Regions from separate parts of the Mus musculus genome. Here regions 2, 3 and 4 are each linked to region 1. Evidence: chromatin contacts called from public promoter capture Hi-C data. All regions are on one chromosome and are shown on one strand. The core of a region is the stretch at or near the end of the contact, and the rest is flanking DNA. Distances in the headings are between cores, read along the strand shown.

What was found. Promoter capture Hi-C pulls out the DNA fragments that hold promoters and counts their contacts. Capture Hi-C pulls out chosen DNA fragments and counts their contacts.
Region 2: a promoter capture Hi-C map of pre-B cells shows a contact between it and region 1, with 5 times the contacts expected there. The contact joins the promoter of 3110083C13Rik here to the promoter of Cryl1 in region 1. A contact is called at or near these places in 10 of 39 promoter capture datasets (the 3T3-L1 cell line, 3T3-L1-derived adipocytes, the HPC-7 cell line and 7 more), 2 of 484 Hi-C or Micro-C datasets (CD4 T cells and CD8 T cells), 1 of 115 datasets of contacts at active chromatin or transcription factors (memory CD8 T cells) and 1 of 9 other capture datasets (adipose tissue).
Region 3: a promoter capture Hi-C map of hematopoietic stem and progenitor cells shows a contact between it and region 1, with 5 times the contacts expected there. The contact joins the enhancer-like site here to the promoter of Cryl1 in region 1. A contact is called at or near these places in 10 of 39 promoter capture datasets (the 3T3-L1 cell line, 3T3-L1-derived adipocytes, the HPC-7 cell line and 7 more), 1 of 15 datasets of contacts at CTCF or cohesin (large pre-B cells), 2 of 484 Hi-C or Micro-C datasets (B cells and muscle stem cells), 2 of 115 datasets of contacts at active chromatin or transcription factors (embryonic basal ganglia and pro-B cells) and 2 of 9 other capture datasets (embryonic stem cells and liver).
Region 4: a contact with region 1 is called in a promoter capture Hi-C map of liver, with 2.3 times the contacts expected there. The contact joins the promoter of Mphosph8 here to the promoter of Cryl1 in region 1. A contact is called at or near these places in 4 of 39 promoter capture datasets (embryonic stem cells, hippocampal neurons, liver and 1 more), 1 of 484 Hi-C or Micro-C datasets (uterus) and 1 of 9 other capture datasets (liver).

The regions. Positions count from the first base shown.
Region 1 is chr14:57,395,212-57,401,346 of GRCm38.p6, forward strand. Cryl1 (crystallin, lambda 1) reads right to left here and starts at 3,272. Exons shown (of 8, transcript NM_030004.3): 1 at 3,197-3,272. The coding sequence starts at 3,237.
Region 2 is chr14:57,997,922-58,004,669 of GRCm38.p6, forward strand. It overlaps 3110083C13Rik (RIKEN cDNA 3110083C13 gene), which reads left to right and starts at 1,391. Exons shown (of 2, transcript NR_166770.1): 1 at 1,391-1,541; 2 at 5,059-5,784. Micu2 (mitochondrial calcium uptake 2) reads right to left here and starts at 1,341. Exons shown (of 12, transcript NM_028643.3): 1 at 1,109-1,341. The coding sequence starts at 1,318.
Region 3 is chr14:57,908,829-57,915,216 of GRCm38.p6, forward strand. No RefSeq gene overlaps it. Among named protein-coding and RNA genes, the nearest start is that of Zdhhc20, 22 kb to the left of the region's middle. Within about 2 kb of position 1,848, at least 286 of the 459 cell types and tissues checked have an H3K27ac peak or open chromatin away from gene starts, as enhancers often do. A contact at or near this core is called in B cells, the HPC-7 cell line, embryonic stem cells and 6 more, where this site is marked.
Region 4 is chr14:56,666,530-56,672,809 of GRCm38.p6, forward strand. Mphosph8 (M-phase phosphoprotein 8) reads left to right here and starts at 1,719. Exons shown (of 14, transcript NM_023773.2): 1 at 1,719-2,035; 2 at 5,876-6,031. The coding sequence starts at 1,823. It also overlaps the pseudogene Gm4032.

The sequences.
Region 1 (6,135 bases), core at 2,022-4,521:
TCCTCCATCCTTAGTCCCCATAAGTCTACTCTTCTCTGCCATTTTAAAACAACCTGCCCAGAAGCTCACAGGGTTAAATGGTCCTAAGGAAAAGTAGCCTTGGTGGAAAGAGCAATAGAAAATACTTAAATCAAGGGCAAATTTCTAGATGGGTATGTTCTGTAATCCCAACACTGAGGGGACTTGGGGAGAGACTGAGGCAGAAGGACACCCTCTGTGACATGGGAATTAGGAGTCTATAACAGTAACTCATATTCTCCTGCTGTTGTTGTCTCTGAGGCTTACTGCCTCCATCTGCTAACCTAGGCCTAGGCCTAGAACCTTCTAGCTACTCTAGGCTTAGAATGCTTTCAGCCTCTGAAACTTGCTGCTAAATAAGCTCACAACTTTCTAGTTCTTTCTGAGCTCTGATTGGCTGGCTCACCTCAGCTGTCCTGGCTCAAACTCCTCTCCAGGCTGACTGGTTCCATCCAGTTTCTCCTTAATTACTCGGCTACGCCTGCAACTAACTCAGGCCCTCTGTTCTAATCTTCTGGCTCATTCTGTCTTCACCTGTGTCTACCTTGTTCTCCAACTTTCTTCTGTAAAACTCTCCCTGTAAAACTGCCCCTCTCTCTCTGCACTGTCTCTCCAGTAGCTTCCTTCTCCTTTCTCTTCTCAGGAGAGTTAGACGTATCCTAGTCTGTCAGATCTTTCTCTGGTTCATCATTCTGTCTGCCACTCAATTAGACATCACTTTCAAACATGAGTGCCTCCTTCTACAAACTACTTTACTTTCATTGTTTGGGTTTAAAGGTGTGTAGTAAAGGTCTGTCTGTATTCCAGCCCGAGGGATAAGAGGTGTGGGCTAAGGCTGAGCTACACCACAACTAGAAACAGCTTTTTTTCAGTAAATAACACAATCTTGGCGTTCACAATAAGATTAAATATCTTGCATCAGAGTTCAGCTTTGGCTACATGAACCCTGCCACACACACACACACACACACACACACACACACACACACACACACTTACAGTGAGCCAGTAACCTGACACATTTTTATAGTTCTGGCACTTTTAGAGGGCTGAAACAGGAGAACCAGGCCAGCCTAGGCTACATAGTAAGGTCCTATATCAGATGGGGTAAAAATGACCTAGGGTATAGGTCAATAAGAAACTTACCCACACTTGCAGGGCCCTGAGTTTAATCCTCACACTTCAAGAAGAAGGGGAAGAAAGGGAGAGAGGGAAGGAGTGAGAGGGAACAAGATAGAGGGATAGAAGAGGAAGAACAGCCCAGGGAGAGGCCTGGGGTGTAAAGGTGTTTGCCATGAAAACCTAGGGACCTAATCTGAGTTTGATCCCCAGGCCCCACATAAGGGTATGGAGAAAACCAACTCCACAAGGTTGTTTTTTGATCTCTACTCATACTACATATACCTACACACACACACACACACACACACACACAAATAAATATATTTTTAAAAACTTGTCTAACTTCTTTCAAAAGAAAGCAGTGAATCGCTGCCAGGTCTATTTCTATGTTGTTTTTGGTTTTGTTTGAGATTCTTGCCCAGGTTGGCCTGGAACTTGAGATCCTCCCATCTCCACCTTCCTAGGATTACAGGCGTGCAGGTGCGCAAGGGAGCAGCCCGGCCAAGCTCTTCATCCAGGTATTAAGGCATTGATTTACATTCTGGGCGCCATCAGTTAAAACGGATATTCCCATGAGTCACCCATGGGGCCCTGAAAGATAGAGACGGTCAGTGATAGGACAGAAATAAAGTTGATAGAGATGAGATAAGATGGTAGAAGATAGGTAGTAGATATAATATAGATAGATAGATGATTGACTGACAGCTGGATAAGCAAATGAGAAAGAAGGACGGGGAAGGATGAGGGAGTAAGCAGAAGACAGAATTTCCACATTAGAAAACAATAGCTCAGGTCATCTTGTGCTCCTTAAGATGTCCCGGCCCCCTTCTAGTTCCCTGTCCATGAGCTCAGAAATAACTGACTGTTGAGTCTCTCCTTGGGAGTCTATGAACCACCCACAGCCAGACGAATGCAAAATCCAGTCAAAATCCCACATGACACCTGTCAGGTGCAGGCAGAGATCTACTTCCCAACGGAGACCTGCAAAAACCTAGCCCGTGACACCAGTGGCTCTCACAGAAGGCGAGGCAGCACAGTTCACCACAGGAGCAAAGTGCACACTTTTGATATTTCTTGACCATTCAACCACAGGCAACCACGGGAAAGGACAAAGGTACAGCTAATTCTGCAGTTCTGTAAGAGAGAAAATAGCAACAGCATTCTGACACCTCCCTCCAAAGAACTCTCAAGGAAAAAGCCTGAACTTGGGACTGGTCTGCAGGCAGAACAACAAGTAGCCAAAACTATAAGCAGGGACATGAAGCCACTCCTTTAATAGCTACCAACCAATACTAGTTATTATGTGTTGCTACACGTTGATAGACTTTCAGACAGCTAGGCAATGAAAGATATTCTAAGCGTTCTTATTTTTTAAAAAAAGAAGCAATAAGGAGAAAGGGGAATCATGAGAACAGAAATTGGTGTGTCAGATGAACTTGGGCTGTTAAAGTGACTCAGCCTCCTGCCTTGGGACACATACACACAGGAAAGCAGGGTGCCTTGACTGACAAGGTTTCTGCCTCGAGAGATTTAGCCTAGCCCAGTGGTGCATGCGAACCAGCCTCCTTGCCAACCCAGGCCAATAGTTATCCGTTAGTTACTATCATCTTGGTAAAACTCTTGTCTGCGTTCTTAATAAGAATAAGCTGCTTTCACGCTGGGGTATTTGGCAGGAGGATCAAGAGTTCAAGGATAGCCTCAGCTAACCTAGAAATTTTGAGGCCAGGATGAGCTACACAAGACCTCCGTCTCAAAAGCATAAGAACACAGTTTTCGCAGGTTCATTGCTAGTATTCAATGATGCCAGGCACCTCTGGCCTGCGCTGACAAAAGTGACCCCGCACCGATTTAAGGCTCTCCTTACTGCTTGGCTAAGCCACGGCCACCACCTAGTCTACTGCCAGACTAGCTTCGGAGCCCAAGTGCGAAGCGCCTGGAGGAGCGAGGTACAGCCTGATGCCCACCCGAGGCACCCACGGCCGCCCGCGGGAGGTCCCGCGTTCGGGACGCTGCCAGGGCGCCAGCCATTGCAGCACGGCGCCACTGAGACCTTTACCTGCCTACGATCACCACCCCGCCCGCTGCTGGGGACGCCATGGCAGATCCGGGCCTGGCTGTACAGCTGCGTTAGCGGAGGGAGCGAGCAAAGCAGAGCGGGTCGCGCGCCAGAATAAGGCTGGGCGCCTGGGTGGGCGTGCCCAAACCTCATGAGGACTATCCCATTGGCTGACAAGCTCCGGGGAGGGGCCAAGGCGCAGGAGAGGCGGAGCCCTCGGGGAGAGACTTCAGGAAGGCCACTGGGCTCTAGCACCGGGGAGCGTGGGACGGTGGATGCAAACAGGGAAGACCAGACACTTCTGAGCTGAGCAATTTTTATTTTTAAGTTTCTAACAGGAAACCATTAAACCATGAGCGGATACTGCCAGGTTGGCGCAAAGGTTCACCCCAGAGACACTTTCAAGAAAATGTTGCTTTAAAGACGTTAGCACCAGTTTGTCACTTTAAGGACTTTTGTTCCACTGTTTACATTCTACTCTACACTGGAAATCCAGGTCTGGTGAGATACCTGCAGCCTGGCTTCACTGATGTGAACGGAGGCCCGGATACTTAAGGGACAAGCTACAAATGGAAACTCCGGATATGTTACTCTGAGAAACGGAAGGACGAATTTGAATTCCTTGTAGCGTACCACAGCTTCTGTGTGCCTTACTTCCTCCTTCCAGAGGCGTGCAGTGCCAAATGTGTTAGGAAAAGAAAAAGAAAAACCAAGCAGGGCGTGATGGAATGCACCTGCTCTCGCAAAACCTGGGAGGCTGAACCGGGAGTTCCAGCCAGGCTACATTCAGAGACAGCAAGACCCTGTTGCAAAAAAAAAAAAAAAAAAAAAAAAGGCTAGTGCCCTGATTACACTTGGGTCTGAGACCAGAGAACGAGAGGCATTACACTGCATGACACAAGTTTTGTGCCCACAATCGGAAGTGGAAACACTTTGAGGCCAGCAGTTTGGGAAAAGCTGAAATCAGAACACACTCACACTGACAGATTCAGGAGAGTAGACACTTGCCTTATTCCCACCACCTTGTCAGGGATTCGGAAAGAGAAACCTCTGAGGCAGTCAGGTTTTTAAACAGTTCCACAAATTATCAATAAACATTTGAAGATGCCGAGCCCCGTTTAAATGAGATGAAAAGTGGCACGAGGAAAACACCTTTTACCCATCAGATCGGCCAAATTACACTGATGGCCAGTCCCTCTCTGCAAGGGAGAGTGTACTGACTGGTTTTGTGTCATCTTGACACAAGCTGGAGTCATCAGAGAGGAAGGCTGCTCAGTTGAGGAGATGCCTCCATGAGATCCAGCTTAAGGCATTTTCTCAACTAGTGATCAAGAGGGGAGGGCCCATTGTGGATGGCCAGTAGGCAGCTCCCTATATAGCCCCTGCATCAGTTCCTGCCTTCGGGTTCCTGCCCTGCTTGAGTCCCTGACCTGACTTCCTTCGGTGACAAACTGCAAGACTAAACCTTTTCCTCCCCAACTTGCTTTTTGGTCATGGTGTTTTGTTGAAGTAATAGAAACTCTAACTAAGACATATTTTCTTACAAACCTAAGGCAGCTTTAAACTGTCTCTTCCTTTCTGAAGAAGAAGGTCAAATGACTAAGGTTATGAATGCCACCTTATCCTATTTTGTGTCTGCCTAGACACTCCTCCATCTTCAATCCTGCAAAAGCCGTATCTGCCTTGGCAATGCTTATTTTCAGTGCATGATCCTGACCATGGTCCAGGCATATTAACCAAAATAATTAATGTTTGCACAAGCTAAAGCTAAACCAACTAAGAGGGTGTATAAATAAAAAAGAAGTAGTGTCTAAAAAATACTGCTGAGTTTTACAAGAAAACTTAGATGTTACTAGGACACCCCAAATTCCTCACTAATGTGAACCCTACCTCTAGCACTAGTGCAATTGTGGTTTTTGTTTTTAAAAACACCATGCCCCTGAGCTTGAACATCAAGAGACATTTTGGAGTCATGAGCCCACGTTGGTCTAGCAATTAATAAAGGGCTCGTGTACTTATAATAGGTTTGATTAGCATGGTTGCCAGTAGCTACCTCTTATGGATCATTTCAAGGTCACAGTAAGTCATTTGGGAGAGCATCTGCCACAGCTCAGGATCAAAAGTACCAACTCAAGATCATTCATAGTCAAATACTGAGCTGGAGACAAGAGGGAAAGAAGCAGGGGGAAGGGTCCCAGGGGAGATGGAGAGACCCGATTAGGTCATTGGGTACATATTCCCCAACTTAATGTAGTGCTGGGCGACCCTAGTTAGTTGTCACCAAGCGAATTAGTATAAATAAGGCTAACCTACCACATGCATCTCCATGCAGCTATTTTTAATTCCTTCTTCATTGTGTTGTGCAGCCAAGGAACACCCAGCAGTGGCCAAAATGGAGGTCACTGATCTTGGACTGGTAGCTTCCCGTACTGTGAGGTAACATACATCCTCCGTAGAAAGCCTAGCTTCCAATGTGTGTTATGGCAAGAGAAAACTGACAACTCAGGGGAGCTGCTGCCGAGCTCCTAAAAGCCTCACTATAACCTGAGCTTGGGAACTCTGGGTGAAAGGAACACCTCACACTATTCAGAGCACGGCCTTTTTGTCCACACCTGAGTTTAGTTAGTGAGTGACTTGGGAAGGCCTCCTCAGGGTAGGGACCACTGTCAGGGGAATGAATCTTAAAGCTAGAGAATAGGAACTTCTAACCTCACTATCAGGTTCTTCGTGAGGGTGCAGGGTGGTTCAAGATCGACTTACCCATCAATAGCCAGTGATTTAATGAGATATTCCTGCACAATGATGCTGCCATACAACCCAAAGGGAGGGGGCTCAACCAGCTTCCTAGTAGTGATCAATAATGTATACACTAAGTGAGACAACCCAGGCCCAGAAAGACAAACATTCTATGTTCTCTCTTGGATGTGGATCTCAGCTTT
Region 2 (6,748 bases), core at 141-2,640, 600 kb after region 1:
GATGGAATTGAATATGCAAACAGAAAAACCAATAATGAACAATAAATTTGGTTGACATAGAATGAACAAAAATGTTGGGGCTGGAGAGATGGCTCAGTGGTTAAGGGCTCTTGCTGCTCTTATAGAGGGCCCAGGTTCAGTTCCCAGCACTCTTGTGGTCCCTTAGGATCACCTGTAACTCTAGTTCTAGGGGCCCAATGCAAGCTTATGGCATTTGGGCATCAGGTCTGCATTCAGTGTACACACATACACGCAGGCAAAACACTCATACATATAAAATGAAAACAAATCACAGAAAACATTAAAAAGTAGTCTATAATGCTTGTGTAGCTTTTTCCACCTCTGATGTGGTGTGAGGTTGGAGTCAATGTTTGTATAAACTGTTCAATAATCAAACAGTTACCAACCTTTAATCTGTAAGGTATGCTTTTCTTTTTGTTGTATTTTAATGCTTGAGTTTTCCCACTAGAACTAGGTAACAGAAACCTAGCAAATAAGGAAAATAAAAAACTGCTTTTAATTTTAAAAACCCTAAAACCCAAAACACTGAAATGCCTCTCTCTATAAAAATCTTAGAGAGTACATTCAAACTTTCCAAGGTTTTACAAGACCGGGTTCATCTTGAAGTAGGGTACTTAACATTTGCATCCTGACAGCTCAGGTTTAGGAAAACTTGTTTTGCCGCGTAGGCGGGGTCCACTAAAACATTACGGTTTCGACTTATGTAACAGCTGTCATTGGAATTGATAAAATCTGCAACTATCAGCTGTTTAACTTTTAGAGTTGATATTCTCTAGACTGGGGGGGTGTGTGGCTCACACAGTAGGTCGACGCCACCCTTTTCAACAAAGAAGCGACCAGGGAACTCTTTAACGATGCAGGCTAACTAAGGGGTGCCCAGCCCCCGCAAACGTCAAGGACCCTTCTCCATCCACCAGGTGGGCAGAGGCGTGCCCCAGCCACGCCCACACGCATCCCGGGCGGGGCCTCCCGCCGCCTCCTCCCGGAACCCCCCAGGCCCTCCAGGCTCGTGCCAGGCGCCTAGGGTCTCCTGTGCCTCCGCCCCCCTCCCAGGGGTGCCTGAGGGCGGGGCCGGGCTGAGCCGTACCTGCGCCGACACCGTTCGGGAGCCCTCGCGCGCGGCTGCTTTCACGCGGCCGTGATGCCATGCCGCTCCTGCGCCTGCCAGGGCTACCCCGGCCACAGCCGCTGCGAGAGGGCCGCGAGTCGGCACAGCTCGTCGGCCGGCCGCGAGCCCGCGCCGCAGCCTTCCGCCCCAGGCCGCCAGCCAAGCGCTTCTTCCCGCAGCCGCCGCCATCTTTGCGGAAGCGCCCGAGCGTCGCGCCCCGCCCTCACCGTCTGTTGCCCGAGAACAGAGTTGGGCTCTCGCGAGAGCTCATCACCCTCCACCGTGCTCTGCGCGTGTGTTGCTAGGTGTGGCTGCTTCCTCGACGTTCAAGCGTGGTTTTGAGGTGACCCTCGGCTCCGGTGACAGTTTCCAAGGCAAAGGACATGAGTTAGCTGGTTAACTGTCCTAACAGGTCAGGTCACCACTGTGGGCCAAGAAGGGGCTGCAGGGATGGCTCAGGGGTGAAGGGTGCTTGCTGCCCTTCCAGAGCACCACAGCTGGATTCCGGAGACTTAAGGCCACAGATAAGTCCAGCTCCAGGGCATCCAGCGCCCCCTTCTGGTCTCTACCCCCCCCCCCCCATGAAATTAGACTAAAGGAAGGGTAATAGATTCTGGGTGGAATATATTGGACAAACTAGATTAAGAATAGGGACTAAGAAGGGTGTTGATGATAAATGCGGAATCAAATTAGATTTAGCATGGTTTTTCAGTCGATAGACTTAAACATAGCATCTTTAGCTCTCTCGGGAAAGCCTATGTCAGTCGTAAGTGGGCACATTTAGAGCTGGAGAGGGAAACACTTCTAACAGTAAGCGGCAGAGGGTGCTGGGTATAACCACTGTGGGTGTTGATGCAACAGTAGAATTTCATCCTCAAAGAGGCTAGGGTAAGGGGCTGAAAATATTGACGATATTATATTTGCCCCAAATGTCACATGTCTGATTATAGTGAGTCACTTGAGACAGTTGGTTCAGTGGATAAAGGCACTTCATGCCAAGCCTGCCTACCTGAGTTAGAAGTCAGAGAAGAGAGTCCTATAAGTTGTTTTCTGACCTCTGGTCTGCGCAGTGAGTTCCAGGCCACCCATAACTACATAGTGAAATCCTGTGTCAAAAGGAAAAAAGGAAAGAATATGTGTACATGCTCACCCTTACAGATCTCCGTTTTTTATAGCTAAATGCCCTTTATATTTATTTATCAAGACTCATTTTTTATGTGTATGCCTCTGTGTATTTATGCCACATATGGGTGGGTGCCCCCAGAGTCCAGAAGAGGGTGTTGTAGCTGGAGATAGAGGCAGTTGTGATCAGCCTGATATGGGTGCTGAGAATGGACCTCTGGTGCTCTGGTAGAGCAGAGAACACTCTTAACTGATGAGCTGTCTACTCAGCCCCTAAAATTTGGTGTTTGAATGAAGTAAAATGTACAGGACGTTAGCATTTTGACAACATTTGCATGTACAGGTCAGTGCTGTCAGGCCCTATGCATGGCATTTAGCAACAGCCATTATTTTTCTTTGGATTTTTTTTTTTTTTTTGTAATCTTTCAAAGCTGGCCAACACTTTTCAAGGGCCTATCTCTGTTTGTCTGCTCCTCCCGAGCGCCTGGTCTTTCATTTCTGTTAAACAATATCTGATCCAGACTTCTGACAATGATTTTCTTCAGATCTCCCAGACAAAGCCACTGTATTGTAAACAGTTGCTATTTATTGTATGTTTCCTTTACATTTTGTTCTTACAAAATATTGACTCGTAGCTGTGATCCCACATGGGACTAACAGTAGGTGCACACCTGCTCCATGCCCCTGTCACCAGCCCCCTCTTCCCTCCCCCGCTCATCTTCTCTATGGCAGATGTGGAACACGACCTCAGGGCTGGATGTTCTTTTGGTGGTAGAAAGGATTTCATCCTGGCAGAAAGCTTGGCTTCTGTAGCCTGGGGTCCTCAATTCTTCCTTACCGCTACTGAGTAAACTTAACCTTCCCCTTGTTCAACCTCTGACCTGGCCTCAGACTTAGAACCTTTACTTGGGTGTGTATCAGTTTGATGCCCATGTCAGAGGTGCCAGAACTCCTGATGTACAACAATGGCCATTTCGATGGGTTAACGAAATAAAAATAAAGAAATAGTGAAAGCTGCCATACCAAGTCTAATTTGAGAAGTTAGAGGAAGCCACCTGGATTGTTATTATCCTTTCTTAGTCTGTGCTTGCTCCACCCCAGCCAGTATGTTCTAACGTGAAGTCAGAACTTTCTCACTTTGTCCCAGGTGCCAAAACCTTTCCACCGTGCCTTCCTAGCAGGGAAGTAAGCAGACTTACTGTGCATAGACCTCTCAGCCAGGCCTTACTGTTTGTGTTCCGGCCCTGCCACTGACATCACTGTGATTTAGGGCACCGAGGCTCAGTTTCCCATCTGTAAACAGCCCTCTCAATTTCAGATGGGAAATGAAATGGGATAACTTAGAGGAAGTGATTAGCCAAATGCCTGGCACATGGTGCACTCTCGACAGATGGGAATTCATCTTCCTTAAGATTTGGCTTTCTCCTGCTCCATCATCACAAATGAGCTTGACTACATGCCCATGATCCCAGATCACTAACCCATGTTAATCCGCCCAGACTTCCTGCCTTTTTGTATCTCACCTGATGTGTTTCTGCAGGCTTATTCGCACGGCTGCTAGATTTACTGGATCTTGACATGCATACTGTTGTTCTGGATTGCTGATGTGTGGTTGGTTTCTGACTCTTACGTGTTGAGACACAGTGGATATCTTATCTTATAGCTTAGTCTCACTTTCCAGAAGCGTCTTCTTTATCTGCTTCAAGCTGTCTAATTTGCATAGTTCCACCACCTACTTATTGGAGTCCATATCTACTACTCTGTCATGGCCCCAAGTCCGAGATAGGTGCATACTCCTGTTACATCACTCAACATATTTAAAACATCCTTCCCCCCACAGTTTGACATCCTCATAGTCGAGAATGTCTTTTGTTTTTCTGGCACCTAACAGTGTCCAGCACACACTAGACATTCAGTTAACATATGTGGATAAATGAGTGGGTATGAAAACCACTGGTGAGATGTTGGGGAAATCATTTCTCAGTCTGGGGAGACATGCAGACAGTCTATTGCTCTTTTGCTCTAATTATTTTTTCAAAACAAAAGCCTGGTTAGATTTGCAGATTTTACTTTAAGGTGGAAATCTTTGACCTTACTTGGAAAACTGCTTTGTAATTAATTTGTTTTCATGTTCCAGGTCCAGCTCCCTAAAGCTTCTAGTTAAGAATTAATGGATTCAAACTTTACTTTTGCAGAGGAAACCAAGTCTTTTAATAGACCCGATCTCTAGCCAGCTAACCATTCTAAGTATGAACTGTCCCTGGCAGCTGCTGACTATATTGGTCTTTTGGGGCCCTGGCTTTGTTCATTTCTTCATCCCCAGCTATAGAAAAAGCCCTGAGCTGGGGTGTATTTTCAACCCTGCAGTTTATAAACCAGTCCCCAAATAAGGAACTGCTGCTGCTTCAGCTGTAACACCCAGTCTGTTTTAAAATGATAATTGGAGAGAAACAGAATGGTACCATGGATGGTTTGAAAATATTGTTCTCAACTCACTCACTCGGGGCTCTTTCTCTGGGGAAGGGACAAAAGTGATATGGCAGAAAAGACTATCACGGGTACGCTTTGCTCCTGCCACTGGCAAGGCTAGGCAGATTCTACAATAGTGCCAGATGGCCCTTTACCATTGGGCTGCATGCAGAGGAAGGGTGAGGGGTAAAATGTAAGGTGACTACATAGAGTGTATGTTTATGAGGCTTGCAGTAGAAGGGCTGGGTTGGAGTTGACCTAAGTGGGTGGGGTGGGATGGACAGGATGCAACAGTTTCCACAGTGTGTACATTCATGTGCTACTTAAAAATTCCACAGATCTGACTGAGGACTGGAGAGAGAGCTAAGTGATGAAGAGCACTGGACACTTTTGCAAAGGACCTGGGTTCAATTTGCAGCACCTGCATGATGGCTCACACAATTCTATCATGGCAGTCCTTCTGACCTCTGCAGGCACAGCATACATGTGGTACCCAGACATACATACAAGCAAAACACCCATAAGCAAAAATACACCCCCAAGTTAAAAATATGACACATTCCTAAAGGCAGTTCCACTGTCTGAGTCTCCTGAATACTGGCAGTACAGACTTGTGCCACCATGCTCAATGCCATTACCAGCTTAAATGACCATGGCTGTACATGTGGCCTCTGAAGTCCGAAGTGTTTTCCTGCTGCACATGGCCCTCTTGGAAAGAGTTGTCAGCCCTCTTGACCGTGAGCACCTCGGACTGTGGCCTTGTGTCCTCTCACAGCCCTGAGGCTGACCTCTGCAGCGCACACTTTTCACCCCATGCCTGTCTGCTGCCTGCCCAGGCCACATTGACTTTTCTCACCAGTGACTTTCTGTAAATTATCTTCCTAACTCCTGACAGCTGGTAATGTAACTTCCTATGAATTGCTGGTCCTGAACAGAGAAACCAACCAGTTCTAACTGAGGAGGGCATTGTACTTGTGTAACATCTTACAAGAAACTATGAAGTCAAGTGTTGCTTTGATCTTAGCATGCTCGGGATGAATAAAGATTATGATCGGATTCTGCAAGACTGTTTACTGTTGCATTACAGAAGAATGTGCATTAAGATTGATTATCTTTGGTGGAGGAGAAAAATACGGGGGATTCTTAAAAGATAAGTAAAGAGGTCGGGCTCAGTCCAATGTTAATGGAGAAACCAGTCCTTGAATGGACGTTATAAAGAACCATTGCTTAGAATAGTTGGAGGTTGAACTATGTTTATGGTAGATAATTGGGTGGTGGAGGGTATGATTCACTCCCAGAGGCCCTAGATGAGTCAAAAGGATTGCTAATTATGTCTTCTGTGCAGTTTGGGGCATGGGTAAAAATATCTGGGGATCATGATTGATACCAGCATGTGTAGAAATAGGTCAAGATGACATCTCACTGACAGCAAGACAGCCCTGCGGAGAGGAGCCTTTTCTGTGTCTTTCAGGCCCTCCCCTGGTTCTCATTCCACTCCCTTCATCCCAGCTTACGCTCTCATTACCTCGTGCTGTGATGATTGCAAGCGTCTCTTAACGCATGCCTTTGCTCCCAGTCTCTCTCTCCTCCCCAGCATTCCATAGACGGATGTCAGCTGAATCTCCCTAAAACATTTCTTTCAGCATGCATCCATTAGCCGTGTGCTTTAACCTCCTAGGCCTCCATCTCCTTGTCAGAAAGTGAGAAGATGGGTTTCAGTTTATTTTTCCAGTTCGAAAATTTGTGTTCTGTGCTACTCCAAAGGGCTATTTGTTTTTCGTTTGACAAGTTGTATTGAGTGTGAAATATGTGCCAGGCATGGTACCATGCCCCCAAGGGTGAAAAGAGAATGAAGGCTGAGCTCCCACTGTGGTGCCCAGGCCTCTTACAGTGGGCTGTGTCTTCTGTGCTCAACACCTTAAGCGTATCACTCCCATCTATGTGTGTTTATTTGTTTCTGAAGTCTTCACATTTATAACTTAAAGTTTAAAAATACACAGAAAAATTTAAGTTTGGGTGCTGAGGAGA
Region 3 (6,388 bases), core at 598-3,097, 510 kb after region 1:
CATGCCTGCCTGCCTGCTGCCGTGCTTCACACCACGGTGGTCATAAGCTCTAACCCTATGGCAGTTTAAGCCCCAAATAAGCGTTTCTCTTTGCAATTTGCCTTGGTGATGGTGTCTTATCACAGAAATAGAAGAGTAACTAAGACAGTCCTCCCTCTAGATAGGCATCTATTTTTATTTCCTGGCTCAGGGTCATTTTATCATACTCCACATTAAGTATTGTAACAGCAGAGCTGGAGAGAGGGCTCATTGGTTAAGGGCACTGGCTGTTCTTCCAGAGGACCTGGGTTCAATTTTCAGCACCCATACTGCAGCTCACAGCTGTCTGTAACTCCAGAATCCAACACAGACGCACACGCAGGCAAAACACCGGTGCACATACAATAAATAAATTAATTTAAAAAGCATAACAGAAAATTTGATTAAAGAAAAAGAAGTGTTTGAAATAGGTATTAGGGAATTTTAACCAGAGAGAGCACTGGAGTAACACAGAGAAATCCCTGCTGGAAGCAACTATCATGTTCACGGCCTGAGCATAAAGGCAAGAGGTTGGAGTTATTGTAGTCTAGAGGCTTGAAGGAACAGTCAGTCCTACGCGATTAGGAAAGGATGCCCAGAGGAAAAGGCTAGTGGGGCTTCGGAGAGCACAAACAATGGAGTTGGTTCTAGGCTTGCCAAAAAAAAAAAAAAAAAAAAAAAAAAAAAAAAAAAGCAGCCAGAGACTGGTACTGCAGGGATGATGCAGGGATGCAGGCCGAGACTGGAGATATCACAGGGCTTGTTTTCCAACCCCAGGCTTGAAGCCTCCCTTGTACTGCTCACTGTGGGCAGAGGTCAGGATGCTGCCAGCCAGCAGGTAAAGGCAACCAGCATCCCCAGGTCGCTGCCTAGCATCATAGAGCCCAGTGTGTATGGAAAAAGGAGGCTGGAACAGTGAGACAATCCCTTTTCCATCTGCAGGATCCTGCAACTTAATTTATACACTGTCTTAATTAGGGTTTCTATTGCTGCAATGAAACACCATGACCAAAAGCAAGCTGGGGAGGAAAGGGTTTATTCAGCTTATACTTCCACACTGCTGTTCGTCACCAAAGGATGTCAGGTTTGGAACTCAGACAGGGCAGGAACCTGGAGGCAGGAGCTGATGCAGAGGCCATGGAGGGTTCTGCTTACTGACTTCTCAGTCTGCTTTCTTATAGAACCCAGGATCACCTGCCCAGGGACAGCACCACACACATGGGCCTGATACTCCTCCATGATCATTAATTGACAAAACACCCTTAAAGCTGGATCTTAAGGAGGCATTTTCTCAATTGCGGCTCCCTTCTTTCAGGTGACTCAAGCTTGTGTCAAGTTAACAGAAGACTAGCCCAGCATACCCTCTCACACTTGAAGTGGTCGCCAAGAATTCAATCATATAATCTACTTATCCCTCTTCATGGTGCTGGATATTTATGTGATTTCCAGATTTTAGTCTCTGAAATGATGCTGTAATGATAGTTGATAAAATTATGACTCAATATATTTGAGGAGAAAATAGTCATAGTTTGTCTTTTTCTGGGCCTTAGAATTAGTGTTTTTCTCACCATCAAATACTTCTCACAAATCCTCTGCAAACCCGAATGCTGTAAGCAAAAAAACGTCATCTCTCACTTCACTCTCGTGGAAGGAGGATCGATTCCACCAAAACAAAGGCACACCGCCATCAGAAAAGCTCTGGTGGTGAAGACTCGGAAGGAACTGCCCCGGGCTTCATTTCCTTCCTCTTCAAATACAGCCCGTCGCCAACCAGCGGGCAGCAGGCGCAGTCTTCTGAATACTCACCAGGGCGTGGCAGTTCATGCTGCCTGCAGTGTTTTCTTTCAGACTGGCCTTTGAGACAGTCCTTGCCTTGCTCCTACCTTCTTCCGTGCGGGTGCCTGGGCATGGTTTTGGGATGCAAGGGCGCCATCTTGTGGGACTTTCGTGTTGAATTCTATTTCTTTGAAAGCGTCCGCACTGAGACTGCGATCACTTTTCTCTTTTTGTCTCAATTATCCTACGGTGCTGACGAGGTTGTACTGTGTCACGCTCTCTCTCTTTTTTTTTCGAGACAGGGTTTCTCTGTATAGCCCTGGCTGTCCTGGAACCCACTCTGCAGACCAGGCTGGCCTCGAACTCAGAAATCCGCCAGAGTGCTGGAATTAAAGGCGTGCGCCACCAACGCCCGGCTGAGGTTGTACTGTCAATTTGAACTCCACATTTTGAGAACATGTATTCTTTCTTATGATGATTCTTAATGTGCCTACATTAAAAAGTAATTTAAATTAAGATTTTATTTATGTATTTATTTTTACTTATTTATGGGTGCGAGGGCCATGTGGAGATTACAAGGCAACTTTTGGGAGTCAAGTTCTTTCTTTCCAATATGTGGGTCCCGAGGACTGAAATCAGGTCATCAGCCTTGACAGCAAGTGCCTTTAGTCACTGAACTATCTCATAGGCTCTTGAAGTTTTATTTATTGGAGACAGGGTTTCTTTATGTAGCCCTGGCTGTCTTGGAGCTCTCTATGTAGGCCAGGATGGCCTTGAACTCAAAGAGATCCATAGTGCACATGTATGTGGCAGTCAGAGGACAACTTGTAGGACCGTATTCTATCCTCCCACCAGGTGGGTTCCAGGGCTTGAACTCAGATGGTCAGGCTTGGTGGCAAGCACCTTTATCTGCTGGGCCACGTCAGTAGCTCTAGTTGCTGATTTACATAAACTGTGGTCGGTCTAGGTCTCACCCCCTGCGTCTTCAGCTTACTACATGGACTTATATTCCTGCTGTTCAGTTCTAACTCAGTGCCATCTTCCTTGGCACAATTTATTTCTTTAGTGGTGGACACTGGTGCAGGCAGTCCTGACAGGAAGCCCTTGGAGCCACCCTCTGACCGTTAGCATGTTTCTCTGGGGACATTTGGCCAGGAGGCAGGCTTGCTCTAAGTTTCCTTAAGATTGTCAGTGTGTAGCCAGCAGACACAGGGATCTTGTTTCCTGAGTCCATGCTAACACTCCTAGATCACATCCTACTTTTTGCCAATCTGGTAAGTATGGGTTGGTGTCTTGTCTTAATTTGTATACTGCTCAGAGCTTTCTTGGGGACTCAGGCCAATCTTTGTGCTCTCTCCCCTCTCAAGGTGAATGCAGTCATCAGCTGCTTCTTCCCTCTTCTCCCTCCTTCTGCTCCTCCCCTCCTTCTGCTCCTCCCCTCCTTCTGCTCCTTCCCCTCTTTCTGTCCCTCCCCCTCCTTCTGCTCCTCCCCTCCTTCTGCTCCTCCCCCTCCTTCTGCTCCTCCCCCTCCTTCTGCTCCTCCCCTCCTTCTGCTCCTCCCCTCCTTCTGCTCCTTCCCCTCTTTCTGTCCCTCCCCCTCCTTCTGCTCCTCCCCTCCTTCTGCTCCTCCCCCTCCTTCTGCTCCTCCCCTCCTTCTGCTCCTCCCCCTCTTTCTGCTCCTCCCCCTCCTTCTACTCCTCCCCTCCTTCTGCTCCTCCCCTCCTTCTGCTCCTTCCCCTCCTTCTGCTCCTCCCCCTCCTTCTGCTCCTCCCCCTTCTTCTGCTCCTCCCCTCCTTCTGCTCCTCCCCTCCTTCTGCTCCTCCCCCTCCTTCTGCTCCTCCCCTCCTTCTGCTCCTCCCCTCCTTCTGCTCCTCCCTCTCCTTCTGCTCTTTCCCCTCCTTCTGCTCCTCCCCTCCTTCTGCTCCTCCCCCTCCTTTTGCTCCTCCCGTTTCTATCCCCCCCCACCATTCCCTCTGCTTCTCCTTGTTTCTCCCCTCCCTTTTCCTTTCCCACATAGAATCTCACTTTTGCCCAGGTGTGCCTCAAACCCTTGAACACAAGTGTATCTTCCCCCCAGCTTCCCACATAGCTGGAGTTATAGAAGCCTCTGACTGTGCCCAGCCTCTTTGCTTGTTTTTCTACCAAGTTGTTACATATTCTAAAGGTCAGTCCCCCAAGAGTGTTTCAGAAATGTTAATTTATCTGGGGAACACTTCCAATAGAATTGTGCCTGAACTCCTGGTTACATGTTATTTTATTATTATTATTATTTGTTTTTTTTTTTTTTTTTTTTTTTTTTTTTTTTTTGAGACAGGGTTTCTCTGTGTAGCCCTGGCTGTCCTGGAACTCACTTTGTAGACCAGGCTGGACTCAAACTCAGAAATTCCCCTGCTTCCGCCTCCCAAGTGCTGGGATTAAAGGCATGTGCCACCACTGCCTGGCAGGTTATTATTATTATCATTGCAATTGATTTGTATTAGTTTTAAAAGCATTCTTAGCTATTTCATTTTCTCTTCAGTATCCATTTTGTAGTGAGGTATTAGATGCATTTTATCCTATGGTATACTTATTCGAAGTGTTGCTTTTTTTTTTTTTTAAGATTTATTTATTTCATTTTATGGGTACACTGTTGCTGTCTTCAGACACACCTGAAGAGGGCATTGGTTCTCATCACAGATGGTTGTGAGCCACCATGTGGTTGCTGGGAATTGAACTTAGGACCTCTGGAAGAACAGTCAGTGCTCTTAACTGCTGAGCCATCTCTTCAGCTCTGTATTAGAGTTTTATCTTAAAAGATAAATGTGGGGGCTGGTGAGATGGCTCAGTGGGTAAGAGCACCCGACTGTTCTTCCGAAGATCCAGAGTTCAAATCCCAGCAACCACATGGTGGCTCACAACCATCCGTAACGAGATCTGACTCCCTCTTCTGGAGTGTCTGAAGACAGCTACAGTGTACTTACATATAATAATAATAATAATAATAATAATAATAATAATAATAATAATAGATAAATGTGTGGTATTAGCCTTTAATCCCAGCACCTGGGAGGCAGCGGCAGGTGGATCTCTGTGAAATTGAAGCTAGCCTAGTTGGAATACTGAGTTCCAGGACAGCCAGAACTACTTAGTGAGACCTGTCTGGGGGGAAAACAAACAAACAAACAAACAAAACACATATGTAGGAGTCAGTTCTCTCCTTCACTTGGGGTGAGATTTGTCTCTCACTATGTTACAAGAGTGAAGTCCTGTCTTTGCCTCCTGTCTCATGGGGGGAATGGCTGGCATTAGAGATGAGCCACCATATCCTGTCCTGTATGTGGGTTCCAGAGAGCAAACCCATGGCATCAAAAGCAAATGCTTTTACCTGCTAACTTGTCTCACTGGTTCCTGTCCACGGGATCGTAAATGTCCCCCAAACACCCACATGTTTAAGGGTTTGGTCATCATCTTGGTGCTATTAGGATACAATGAAGCCTTTTGAAGCTACCTTCATGATGGACTGTGATCTACAGGACACATAAGCTGAATTCAACCCTTTCTCCTCCAAGTTGATTTCAGTCATGTTGTGTGAGACCTCAGCTTAGAGCGTTTCTCCCTGGAAGGTAAAGCCCCAAGCTTGTTTTCCCTGATCTCTAAAAATGCAGCCAGAAAGAAGCTCTTTGTTCTCTATAGCAAAAAACCTTTTTGTTTCTGTGCCTTACAGCCAGAGATGTGATAATTGTAGGAAGACCTACAAGGACATAGAGATAGACAGAGAGGAGGCTGCAGCTCACTCCCCTCCCCCTCCCCCCTTGCCAGAAAAGAGATGTAGCCAACTCTCCTCCCAACTCCTCCCAATTCCTCAGCTAGCTGTTAAAAGCTCCCTACTGTTACCACTCAGGGTCGAACTCCCCTGTCCTGCACGGTGGAGGGACTTCATCCTCAGCTAGCTGATAATAAAACCTCTTGCAGTTTGCATTAGGTGTGGTTCTCTTTCGAGTCATTGGGGTGCTGGCCAGCTAGCTCATCCCGGGACTTGAGCGGAGGCCCAGCTTTGGGGGTCTTACAGTTGTTTGTCACAGCACAGGAAACAAACTAGAAGAGAGGTTGGCACAGGATCATGGAGTACTGTTCTCACAGATCTGACCATGGTGTTTTTGGAAGGACTGTGGAAGATATTTGGGGTTTTGAGATAGAAAACAATTCTGTGCTCAGAGTTCAATGAGCTGTCACAGGAGCTTGGAAGACAGGAATATGGGGGCAGTGCAGACAACAGAGGTCTGGTTTGGGGAGTTCCAGAGGGAAGCAGAGACTTTTTGGAGCCATCTTTGTGCTATTTTGAATGAAGAATCTGGGGTTTCTAATTAGCTGGGACTGTGATTAGTAAGAGACCAGCACCTCTGAGGTGTGGTCTGGGAAGTGTTTCCTCATGGTCAGCACACAAAAGCTGTGGTCCAGAGAGGGACCAAAGCTGCATCTCAAGCCAGGTGCACAACTTCAGAGTCTTCCACGTAGCACTGGTTTTGGTGGCGTGAGAGCTGCAGGACAGGGATGTCTACCAGGGTGCCACCATGCCTTCTCAGGTGCATGGTTCCACTTATACAACTTCAAAGAG
Region 4 (6,280 bases), core at 469-2,968, 730 kb before region 1:
GGCTTTGAAGACTTCACTCTCCTGCCTCAGCCTTTGGAAGGCTGGGGTTATAGGAATGTGACCTGTTTTAAAGTTAGTATGTCTCTCTGGTGAAACTTACTCCACACACTTAGATTAATAAAGGAGAGAGCTCTTTAATAATACCATAAATCTGGCTCTGGATACTGCTCAAAGAGGAGCTAGTTGTGAACAGATTTTTTACTAACTTACACTCATTTTCGGCTTATACATGCCACATAAGCTATTATTCTGAAATCTCTTTCAGGTTCCAGATGCAGGTTACTCTTGGAACAATTTTAATACAGACAGGAGACTGAAAGTCTAGTCACTCAGGCAGATACAAGAGGTACACAGCGAAGATAGTCAGAATTATTTCTAAGCATATACACCAGTGTTGTTCTTTTCAAATAGTTGTTATTCAGGGTCCTCTTGCCTACCTACCAGCAGAGTTAGGCTTTTCCTCACAAGGGCACAGGGGATTTAATGGCAAACTAGGACTTAATGATAGGTGTGACTTGGGGCTCAGCCATTGAGCTGCCCCTTAGAGGCTTTTTTTTTTTTTTTTTTTTTAATAAGGTGGATAGGCTTAATGGCTGGTTGTAAGTTAGGGTTGTCTCCTTTTGTTGTGGAAATGGAGTCTAATTGGAGGTCAATCTTAGTGCACTAACGTTAACAGAAACTTTCTCAGCAACCCAAAACTTCAATGTTGGCACAAAAATGTCTTTCCTAGAGTTTGTAATAAGCCTGGTAATTCTCTTCCAATCATATCGCAGGCTCGCTTCCTAGTGACTCCTTTGTAGCATCAATATTACTCGTTTCTCTTGCATCAACCCCGCACCTGCTTCTGATATTTTCAATTCAATAAGAAGCAAGGGAACTTGGGAACAAACACATAGGTGGTTTTGGCTTGGTTTATCAGGTGTGAATGATCCAATTAATTAAGTATAGCCCAAATGGGGCCAAGCCAGGCAACCTGGGCTCTATCTTTTGAAGGAGAGAACCAACTTTTACTCAGCTACTAGGACCAAGCCTCCAACCATCACCTGCCAGACAAACGCCCTATCACTGAACTACTTTCAAAGCCCAACAAGTAAATCCCATAAATTATTACTTGATACAGTGTCTTGCTGTAAAGATTGGCCTTTCTCCTGACAGAAGAGAATACATATTGGGGGAATTCTCTCGCTATGTATGCCCTTGGAAATTAAACTCAGGTCCTCATATTTGGCGACCAGGGCCGTAATCTGCTGAACCACCTCCGGGTCCCTATTCTCTATCTATAAACGCTACTCACTAAAATGAAATATCCCTATAGGCTATATGTAATTGATTCGACCGCAGACGCCATATAAGCCAGCCAAAACCATACGAAAGGATTCCTGGGCAGCCATTCCGCACAGGCGGGTCTCGCTAACACTGGGGGTCCCTTTCCCAGAATCCTCATGGTCTCCTTCCGACAATCCAAACAACAGGTCTCCTCAGGCAGCGGGCGTCACCGGAGTTTGGGAGGTGAGGTGCTAGGACCGCCCCTCGCAGTCTCCCCAGGGGAGCCCTTCCGCTCTTCCCTGAGGCAGCGTTCTTCCTCAGAGTCCGTCGACCCGCCCATCCACTTCCCGTGAACTCCCCAGGGAGCCGGGGAGCGCGCCTTTGCGTGATTGGCCGTTCTGTGTGTCAATCCAGAGCTCGGCGCCCACAATTGGCTGGCTTGCCTCACGGTCGAGTCACGCCGCTGGAGCGGATTAGGGCGGAGCGGCAGGCGCGCGGTGCTGTCCCGCTGTGGGTCGCCGGCGGTTTTTCGCGTTGGTTTTGCACTGCGTCTGTGATGGCGGCGGCGGCTGAGGAGGGCATGAGTGCGGCCGCTCTAGTTATGTCAGTTCCCGACAGCATTGGCCGTTCTCCCGAGTCCGAAGGAGTTGGAGCAGGGGACGAAGAGAAGGACGCAGCCACCAAAGGAACGGTGGCCGTTGGGGACAGCGAGGAGGATGGGGAGGACGTTTTCGAGGTGGAGAGGATCCTGGACATGAAGTGCGAGGGAGTATGTGGGGGCTGAGCGGCCGGACAGGGAGTCTCCGGGGCGGGGACGGCGGGTTGGGAGAATCCGAGTGGGACGCCGAACAGCCTGGAACAGCTTGGGAGGACGGTGGCGGTCCGTAGGCGCAGACTGACATCCTGGAGAGGACCCTGGCCGCAGTCGGTGGAGGATGGATGCTTAGGGAAGTTCTAAGTGTTGTTTTGGCAGAAGAGACGAAGCGGTGACATGGAATGTTGAGAATCGTAGGATGCAAGGCAGCTGGTGGGAGACTTCTGTGGCCTTCAGCATTCGGGTATACGGTTAGGGCCATGGCTTTCCGTTAGGAAAGACTGGAGGATTCTCTACACCGTTGTCCCAATGTTTTCTAAAAGTAGAAAATGCTCCTTGGCTTAAATTCAGGAAATCCCATTCACACCGAGTGCCCGGGACAGTAAAGGTTTCCCAACCCAAAGTGTCCCTTTTCTGCGCGTTTTATGAGTGTAACTCAAGAGATTTAGAGTAAGCTTGAAAGGACAATCTTCGCACATCGTGCTTGAACACTTAACATCCTCCTTGCTGCGAATGTCGTCCCCGGGAGAAATTCTTAGTCTGTATTTCCAAGGCTTGGGATCCATCTGTTTGTGATACCTTTTCTCCCCTCTCTTCCCTTACCCGAGCTCTGCAGAAAAAGGTGCTTTCTCAGTTCTGTCCTTACTCTCTTACCTCTATTTAAGTCATTGTCTTTTATCTCTGTATTTGTCTTTTCTGCTCTAGATTGTGGGCTCCTTTAATCAGGGGATGTGGTTTATAATAATGCTTGAATCACGGACACTTAGTCCAGTAACAGCAAAGGCTGATTTTGTTGTTGCCGTTATCTGATACCGTGTACTGGACCCAGGGTTTCATGAATGCAAGGCAAGAGCTTTACCACAGAGATCTATCTCACGGCTGTGGGATTATTGAATGAGTAAACGAAATGGGAATTTGGAGAAAGGAGAAGATAAGGGCTGTAGATAGGAATCGTGCCTATACGATGGTTTTGTTTCTGTTGTATTTTCTGTCATTTGTTATCTGCCATATGCCAACTTTCATCTTAATTTTTAATCCATTGACAAACTTTTTTTTTTAATGGACTGCTGTTTACCCTGTGCCATGTTGGCTTGATGGTAGACATTTCTTTAAAGTGGTGCTTTTCTCTGAGAACTCCTGTTTTGTTTTGTTTTGTTTTTGAGACAAGATTTCTCTGTTTAGACCAGGCTGGCCTTAAAACTCAAAAATGTGCCTGCATCTGCCTCCTGGATGCTGGGATTAAAGACCACCACTGCCTGGCCTGATGGTAGAGATTTTTTTTTTCTTTTTAAAGACGAAATTCTAGCCTATATTGTTATTTTTATGTATATGGTTGTTCAGCCTTATGTCTGTCTGTGCCACATTTGTGAGCCGAGAAGAGAGCATTTGTTCTCCTGGAACTGAAATTGCAAATAGTTGTGAGCTGCCACATGGGTACTGGGAATGGATCCTAAATTACTCTTAGCCACAGAGACAATGGCTCCAGGCTCCCTCTGCATCTGCATACCCCACTTGGTCACTCCCTGCTTTTTGAGGTAGGGTCTCAGAAGTCCAGGCTGACTTAGAGCCTGAGACCTTCCTGCAGTTACTGACACTGGAAAATTTTCAAGGGAGAGTTAAATAATTGAAATTCACTGTCATTATTATGGAGCTAGAGAGGTAGGGCCAGAATTCAAATCCCCAGAGTCCATGTAAAGTTGGCTGCCAGTCTGTGAACCTGGTGTTCCTGTTGGGGGGTGAGACAGGAGAATTACCTGCTATATTATCTTACTGTGCTGTGTTAAACAACCACAGACCCTGTCTCAAGGTGAAAGACAAGTTCAAGACTGAGTTTATCCTCTAAGGTCTACCAGCAGCAGTGGCACACCTATATCCACACAAGCCTGCACTTGTGAATGGCTAGCAGTGGATTCTGAGAATCTTAGGGTCTTCTCTAAGAGCAGTAAGCAGCTTTTCTCCCTCCAAGCCCTCCTGTATACCCCTCCTTGCTGTCTTTCAAATTCATGACCTCCATATCTTAAAGAAAAATAATAAATAAATTTTTAAAAAAGTCAAGCTTGGTGGAGTGGCATACTCCTTTAATACCAGCACACTCTCCTGTGAATAGGTCTCTCCTGTGAGTTTCAGCTGAGCTTTTTTTTTTTTTTTTTTTTTTTTTTAATTAATTTATTTATTTAATGTAAGTACACTGTAGCTGTCTTCAGATACACCGGAAGAGGGCATCAGGATCTCGGGTGGTTGTGAGCCACCATGTGGTTGCTGGGATTTGAACTTCGGACCTTCGGAAGAGCAGTCGGGTGCTCTTACCCACTGAGCCATCTCACCAGCCCCTCAGCTGAGCTTTTTGACTAATTATTCTATCTACAGTTTTCAGATTAAACTAGAATAAGTAATAGTATCTACTCCATAGGCTATTGTAAAGATTAACTAAGCTATTGAAAGTAGATATTCAGATAACATATGGCATTTTGTAAAGCATTTCATGAACCATTCATGAAGCATTGTTTGAACCGTGTGCCTACTTTATATATGCATGTGTATTTTTTTCCTTTAGATTTTTATTTTATGTACATGTATGTGCACCACATGTGTGCCTTAGACTTAGGTCAGGTCCCCTAGGACTGGAAGTGCAGGTATTGTGAGCCTCCATGTAAGTACTGGGAATCAAACCCAGGTCCAGGTCCTCTTCAAGAGCAGTAAGTACATGTATTTAGGGTTGGTGGTGGTGGTGGTGGTGGTGGTTGTTTTGAGACAGTTCTCACAGTGTAGCTCAGGATTGCCTATAAAGCATAGGCTTGCCTCAGATTCCACAGCTGTCTTCTCTGCTTTTTCTCAAAGGACTGTAGCTGTGTAACACCATACCCAGCAGCACACTTGATTTTATTTTTAAAGATTTATTTGTATGTGTTTGTGGCTTTAGAGACCAGAAGAGGTGGATCTCCTCTGATGCTGCACCTGGTAGTGAGCTGCCTCATGGTGCTGGCATTCAAAAGGGCTCTTAACTGTTAAGCTATGTATGTCTCCTGTCCCCAGCTGCCATTTTGTCAGTCCTGTCTTTCAGTGTGTTATCTGGGGCTCTTACCTCTCAGTTATCAGGTTTATGCCTGAAGCCCCTTTCCCTGTTAAGCATTGTGCTGCTCTCCAGCCCCCTTTAAATTCCACCTCTGCTTGAGAATAACATTGTCAGAGAAGTACAAGTGTACCTCTGCTTTACTTTTTTAAAAAAAATCTAAACAAGCTAGCTAGGTGTTGCTCACTTTTAATCCCAGCACTCAGGCATGTTGCTGCACAGACAAAAACCCTGTCTCAAAAAAAACTAAAAAAAAAAAAAAAAAAAAAAAGTAAAGAAAAAAATCTAAACAGTGTTGCTTATATGATAGAATAATCTCCATTTACTAAATATCATCCAGTGCCTTGCCAGTTTTTCGTTGCTATTTTAAGAGTACACATTGCTTTATAATCAGAAAAACACATCAGTCTTGTTTTTTTGTGGAGCAGTTTGTTTGTTTGTTTTTTAGACAAGGTTTCTCTTTGTAGCCCTGGTTATCCTTAGAGAGTCACCTACTTCTACCCTGCTTTCCCTTCAAGTGCTGAGATTAAAGTTTTGGGCCCCAGGTGCCTGACAATTTTTTCCTGTGTAGTGCTGGTTGTCTTGGAACTAACTCAGTGACCAGGCATACTCCAGTTTGATGTTAATTTTCATTTTGATGCAGTTTTCAAGTTCTCTTGCTCCCCACAGCTGAATGGGTTTGAAATTTTAATCAGTAATGTGTCTGTTTTTAATCTATGCTATAGGGTAAGAATCTTTATAAAGTTCGATGGAAAGGATATACATCTGAAGATGATACCTGGGAGCCTGAGGTTCATCTGGAGGACTGTAAGGAAGTTCTTCTTGAATTCAGGAAGAAACTTGCTGAGAACAAAGCTAAAGCAGTCAGGAAAGATATTCAGGTATCAAGTTTTATCTCATTCTTTTTTTTTTTTTGGTTTAATATTTATAATCTTATGTATATAGAGTATGTGTAGTAAACAATTTATGAAAAATACACTGTCCAGCATTTCTTTTAGGAATTCCATTTTGCTCACAGACTGCTTCTGGTGATTTTGTTCAACTCTTGTTTTCCAACCTATGGTCCTATTTGAGAGACAAGTATAGTTTGTATGTTGTTAGTCAGCTTATACTGTAATGAAATACCTAGC